Regions from separate parts of the Macaca mulatta genome. Here region 1 is linked to region 2. Evidence: chromatin contacts called from public Hi-C data. All regions are on one chromosome and are shown on one strand. The core of a region is the stretch at or near the end of the contact, and the rest is flanking DNA. Distances in the headings are between cores, read along the strand shown.

What was found. A called contact is a pair of places that touch in the nucleus more often than the background predicts.
Region 1: a Hi-C map of fetal cortex germinal zone shows a contact between it and region 2, with 2.2 times the contacts expected there. The contact joins the promoter of NETO2 here to the promoter of DNAJA2 in region 2. A contact is called at or near these places in 3 of 14 Hi-C or Micro-C datasets (cortical neurons, fetal cortex germinal zone and fetal cortical plate).

What each region holds. Positions count from the first base shown.
Region 1 is chr20:42,584,863-42,587,703 of T2T-MMU8v2.0, reverse strand. NETO2 (neuropilin and tolloid like 2) reads left to right here and starts at 1,357. Exons shown (of 9, transcript NM_001266059.1): 1 at 1,357-1,408. The coding sequence starts at 1,375. LOC106995002 reads right to left here and starts at 1,097. Exons shown (of 4, transcript XM_077987197.1): 1 at 500-1,097. The coding sequence starts at 969. The coding sequence ends at 583.
Region 2 is chr20:42,421,161-42,424,054 of T2T-MMU8v2.0, reverse strand. DNAJA2 (DnaJ heat shock protein family (Hsp40) member A2) reads left to right here and starts at 1,599. Exons shown (of 9, transcript XM_015126080.3): 1 at 1,599-1,778. The coding sequence starts at 1,701.

The sequences.
Region 1 (2,841 bases), core at 108-2,607, 160 kb before region 2:
GTATCTCCAGCACCAATCATTGTCTTTTGCACATAATTAACACCCAATACATATGTGTAGAGTGAAAAAAAAGAATGCAGTCTCCCCGCCTGCAAGCAGCTGATATCTTAATGGTGTGGGGGTGAAGGAAATACAAAGGATGAACAAATAAGTAAGGAATGTCATATCAGTGTAATAATCGCTATGGAGAAAATAAAGCAGGATCAAGAATACCACCAAGAGCCAGGCAGTTCTTGGCAGACCTGGAGACTCCCATCAGCGGGCGAAGCCGCCCAGCGTAGTGGCTAGCTGCTAAGAGGGCAGCCCGTGGGGAGGGTGCACAGCCCCGCCGCTCATTCGCTGTGTGGCTCTGGACGAATGGTTTCACCTCTCTGGCCTCGACTTTCCCATTCCCTAAAACCTACTTCATGAGGGGGAGTCTCAGGAGTTGGTACTAAAGTGTCCGTCAACCTGGCGGGCGCCGGGGAAACGCCGGCAGCGCCGCGGGTCGGGAACTCACCGGCGCGAAGAGCACGGAAAGCCTCGGGCTCCCTCTGCCGAGGTCCGCGCCTCCCTGCCCCGGGTCGAGCAAAGTTTTGACCTTCAATGGAGGTCTAGGGGACCAGGGGCCGGCGCCCCTCTGTCTGCGAGGGCTGGCGGATACCGCGCAGGCCGGCGAGGGCGCGGGGCCGAGGTGGGCGGCGCTTCCCGGGCGCCTCCGTCAGGCGAGAGGCCTCGAGGGCTCGGCCAGTTGCCCCGGGCGCCCTGCGCGGGCGGCTGGGCACAGGCCGGGCACTGCCCCGGCGCCCAGCCTCTCGGAGGAGGCCGCTGCGCAGCCACGGCGGGAGGCGCCCCCGCGCCCCCCCCCCCGACGGACCCCGCAGCCCGCCGGCCCCCAGCCCTAACTGCAGCCGGCGGGGAGCAAAGCCGTCCCAGGGCGCGAGGCCGCGGCGGGCGCGCGAGGCGCGGGGCGGGGCAGGTCGGGCACATGCGCACAGGCAGCGCGGCCGGCACGCGGCGCTCGCGCTCCCTGCTTAAATGAGCCTGGGCGCCCCGCGCACGCCACTTCAGTGGATCCTGCACCGGGGCCGCGGGCGGAGCTGCCAGCCAGTCCCGCGCCGCGCGCCCTCACCCCTCGGCCCTCGGGCGGTCGATGGGACGGGGCGACGCGGAGCAGGAGGCGGCGCCCGTCGGGGGGCTCGGGCCGCGCGGGAGCCCACCGGGGGGCTCGGGCATGGCGGGCCGCAGGACCTGAGCCCTACCCCGCGGGGAGGCAGCTGCTGGCCGGCGATGGGGACAGAGCGGGGCCACCGCCGCCGCGCCGGGCCGTGAGCGCCGCGCCGCCGCCACCGCCGCCACCTCAGCCCCTCGCGAAGCGCCGGGCAGCTCGGGAACATGGCCCTGGAGCGGCTCTGCTCGGTCCTCAAAGGTAAGGACCAGCGCTGGGGCCGCGGACGGCGCCCCCTGCGGGCCGAGGCTAGCGCGCCGCCCTGCGTCCCTTACCCGCGCCCGGGACCCGACGCGCCTCTTTGTCTGGCGGTGCTCGCGGCTACTCTGAGCGGACCGCGGGGCGCGCGCCCTGCCCGGCTCCACCGGCTCTCCGGGCGCGCCGCCTCCGACCCTTGCGAGTCCGGCCGACGTTCGCGGGCGCGAGTGGGAAGGGGGATCGGGTCGGGAAGGCGGCCAGGAGGCCCATGGGCCCAGGGGGGCCCTCCGAGCGGCGCCCTGGCGCCGCTTCGGTAGAATTCCGCGCATCCGTTTGCAAAGTTGTGAGATTCCTGTCGTGGAGCGAAGGCCTCTCTTTCTCCAGATGTGATGGCAAGAAGTAATTCCACGCGAACAATAAAAGCCGCGGCCGTGACGTCGTGCAGCCGTTTTCGAAGAGCTCCGCGGCGCCTGCACCTCGCGGCGGGGAACGGGGCCTGCCGGGCCGGCCGGGTCCCACTTGCTGCGGCCGCGGAGGCTGCGGCACCACTGCGGGCTCCGGGGGCGGCGCGCGGGCGCCGCGGACCCGGCTCGGCCAGGCCCCCGGGGAGCGCTGCTGCTCCGGCTGAGCCCGGGCGCTTCCCGGGACACGGCGCTCCCCGGAACCGTGCTCCTCGCGTTCCCCAGAGGTCTCAGAATTCCCCGCCGCTAGTGTTCGGTTCTTATTAATTTGTTGTACCGGGAATTAAAACAGTTGGCTTGCCAAGAGCACAGAGCTCTAAAACACACTCCACCCGCTTTGCATTTTCCAGGAGGCGGTAATTTAGATGAAAATTTATATACATAGATAATTAGGGATGGGATACAAAGTTGCTCCTGAAACTCGGACTGAATAAATCGTCTTTTCAATTTTCAGAGGGAAAACAGCACCACCACACAGTAAAGGACTTCCCTTTTCCCCCCTGCTGATTTAAATTGAAAGTTGACATGTTTGTAATGTTCTTTTTTGACATGTTCTTTTTTAAAACTATGGAGAGTACAGCTGAGGCGTTATTGACGGTGGCATGTGTAACTCAGCACTGTATCTTAATATCTGTAGAGTGACAGATCATGGTGTTTTTCCTGCTCCCTAACAACACTTTTTTCAAATTTGTTTTATTAGAAAGTTCAGTATAATTTTGCTTTTGATTTTAATCGGACACATTGTCTACTCTCCACTTATTCCTGAATTCGTAATTGAGATTCAGTAATTTAATTCCTGAAAAAGGAATGTTTTGTTTTACTCTTTCGTGATAAATCGTATGCACGCTAGGATTTCTGATCGTGCTGCTTATCTGAATTTTCTGCCGTTGTCGGATTGCGCTCTCACTACGGTAAGGTTGTCAGCATGTTACTGACCGTGCATCCGAGAGCAGCCCCCGGATGAAATCGCGTAGA
Region 2 (2,894 bases), core at 350-2,849:
ACCAGCCTGGTCAACATGGTGAAACTCCACCTCTACTAAAAATACAAAAATTAGCCAGGCATGGTGATGGGCGCTTGTAATCCCAGCTACTCGAGACGCTAAGGTGGGAGAATCACTTGAACCCGAGAGGTGGAGGTTGCAGTGAGCTGAGATTGCGCCACTGCACTCCAGCCTGAGGGACAGAACGACACTGTCTCAAAAAAAAAAAAAAAAAAAAGAGTTCGGGATCCTACCACATTGTTGCACATTTTTTGTACCACAAAAGGTACAAACGAAGGGTGGTGGGAACTCGAATGAGACAGCAGTGTTCACCAGTGTCCAGTCAAGGAAGACTTCACAGAGGCAGCAGGATTTCAGATGGGATTTGAGGAAAAGGGTTTAAGGACTATCAATGACTTATCACTGATTACTCTTAGGGTTTTCGGGCTAAATTTCAGAGACCTTGTCATGGCATTCAGGCCCTCCACAACTAGGTCAAGGGGAACACCAAGGAAGAAACATTATCCTGAGTAAGATGCTTATACTGAAGTCTTTGCTATCAGTTCAGGTTCCAAGGGATCATAAAATCTTACTTTTCTGTCTCCGTAAACCGTAAATGGGTTGAAGGCAGGCACTTTTGTAACACTCCTCTCTCCGGACCAGGCCTCTGTACATCATAGCACGTGGTAGATGCACAGCATTCACTTTCTGAGCGAAACTAAAACGAATGTAAATCAAGTCACCTGGTGGCCAGAGTTGCCTTACACCATCTAAACCTCTGGTATTAGCTAATTTTAAAGCTATCAAGAGGCTTAAACACGTGGTCCAGAAGCAACACGTGGACCTTGGTTTGGACTGGAATGCCACAAACCAATTGTAAAAGGCCATGCGATCATTTGAAAAACCTAAATATAGACTGGGAATTAGATTAAGGAATTGTTAATTTCATTAGATGAGATTACGTCGTCATGCTTTTAAAAGTTGTCTTAAATATATACACTCAGGGTATTTATGAATGAAACGGTTTCCCTGAAAACACTAGAGATGTATAGGGGAGCGAATGAAACAAAATTGGTAAAATGTAGCTAACTGCACTACGGGGTGTAATAGACTGCTTTTGTTGAATGTTTCATTATTCCCATAACATAAAACACAACATACACACACACACGCTCCCCACTTTTTTTCATCGTAAGCCCCGAGGGAGCCAGACCCAGAGGGTCCACCGACGTCCTGGATTCTGAGAACGATTTCTGCGCGCCAGGCTGGCCTCCTGCAGGAGCCGGGGCCCACTTCCTTTCCCGACCGACTCGAAGCTAACGAAGCTGCCGCGTAGGCCTGTTAATCCCCTCAGTACCCAGTGCGAGGTTAAACACGCGACGTCGCAACCATGGCCTTTGAGAGGAAGCTGAATTCCTGGGGTGCGCCGTGTAGAGTTCATTTCCTACGTCGGCCCAGCACAGCAGCCTGGACCCAGAGGAGATCAGAGAACCAGCCACACTCTTCACCACCCCGACCCAGTGGCCGCGCCTCGGGCGCTCGGGGGCGGGCTCCGCACTGCGACGTCACGGCGCACCGTGCGCCCGGTCAAAGTTCAGCCCCGCCCCCGCTTCCCCCTCGCTGTCTCCCTCGGCCTGATCCGCTGCCGACGCCGCTTGTGGGCCCGGCTCCTCTCTGTCTGCTCCGCCACCTTCTTCCTGAGCACTGCCCGGCCGGCCGCCATGGCTAACGTGGCTGACACGAAGCTGTACGACATCCTGGGCGTCCCGCCCGGCGCCAGCGAGAACGAGCTGAAGAAGGTATCCGGGAGCGGGCCGGGCGGGCGGGTGTGAGGGGCGCGGGGCCTGCGCGGCCGGGGATGTCTTCTTCAGCCAGGCCGCGCTACTGGGCGGCCCGCGAGCCGGCGCCGGCCGTGACGGGCCCGGGCTGGGGATCGGCGGCGGCAGCGGCGGGACCGGCCTCGCGGCGAGCCGCGCCCTCCGGCCTCGGCTGACCTTGGGCCGCCGGCCCCGCCCGCCCGCAGATGCAGCAAATAAAACTCACTCCTGCGCAAACACGACGGTAGCCCTTCCTCCCTCCTCGGGCGAGCGCCGGTGGCCGGTCTCCCCCAGGAGGCAGCAGCTCGCCCGGCTCTCCGCGTCGAGGTCACCACCCCGGAAAAACAGGTTGGACCGAGGTGCTCAGCGCATCCCGGCCCCGGGAGAGAAGCTGTCCACCCCGCGGCCGTCGGCCCCGGGTCTGGTGCTCCGCGGGGAAAAACGGCGGGGAGGTCGAGGCCGCCCCCACAGAGCGCCTCGGGCAGATGGGGTTGTTTCCTGGGATCCCCGGCTGCGGGCTGCGGGAGCTCCTCCCTCTCTTCCTCCCTCGCCCATTGACCCGGAGGTAGCGTGGGTCTGTGTTTGGATGCATTGTTCTGTGGTCAGGTAATGCTAATGTCCTGTACCTGCTTAGGAATAAGCCGTGGTCCCAGCCAAACGCCTGAGTGTTCAATAAACATGAATAGAAGGCCTTATTATCGCTGTTTGCAATGCTGCGATATCTTTCATCTCAGGATTTCAAAGCACACGAGGCGTTTAAGCCCCACAGCATCCTCACCGGGCTAAGAGCATCCGGATTTGTAAGCCGAGAAAAATGAGAATGCTCCTTAGGCAGTGAGAAGAGTGCAGTGGACTTCCTGTTACCTTACCGGAAATGCTAGTCTGTATTATATAATTCACGAGCCTCCGTGAATGAAGATTTAAGTGCTGTATGACCCAAACACCTCGTTGAGAGTGTGCAACTTCATTACCACCGAAGTTGCCACCACGACCCCAGTTAACCACCACGTGCAAATAAAACACCTAAAGACACTACCTGGGACCACCTTGACTTTTTCATGATGTTACAGTTAGAAGGAAGGCATGAGCCATCGGGAG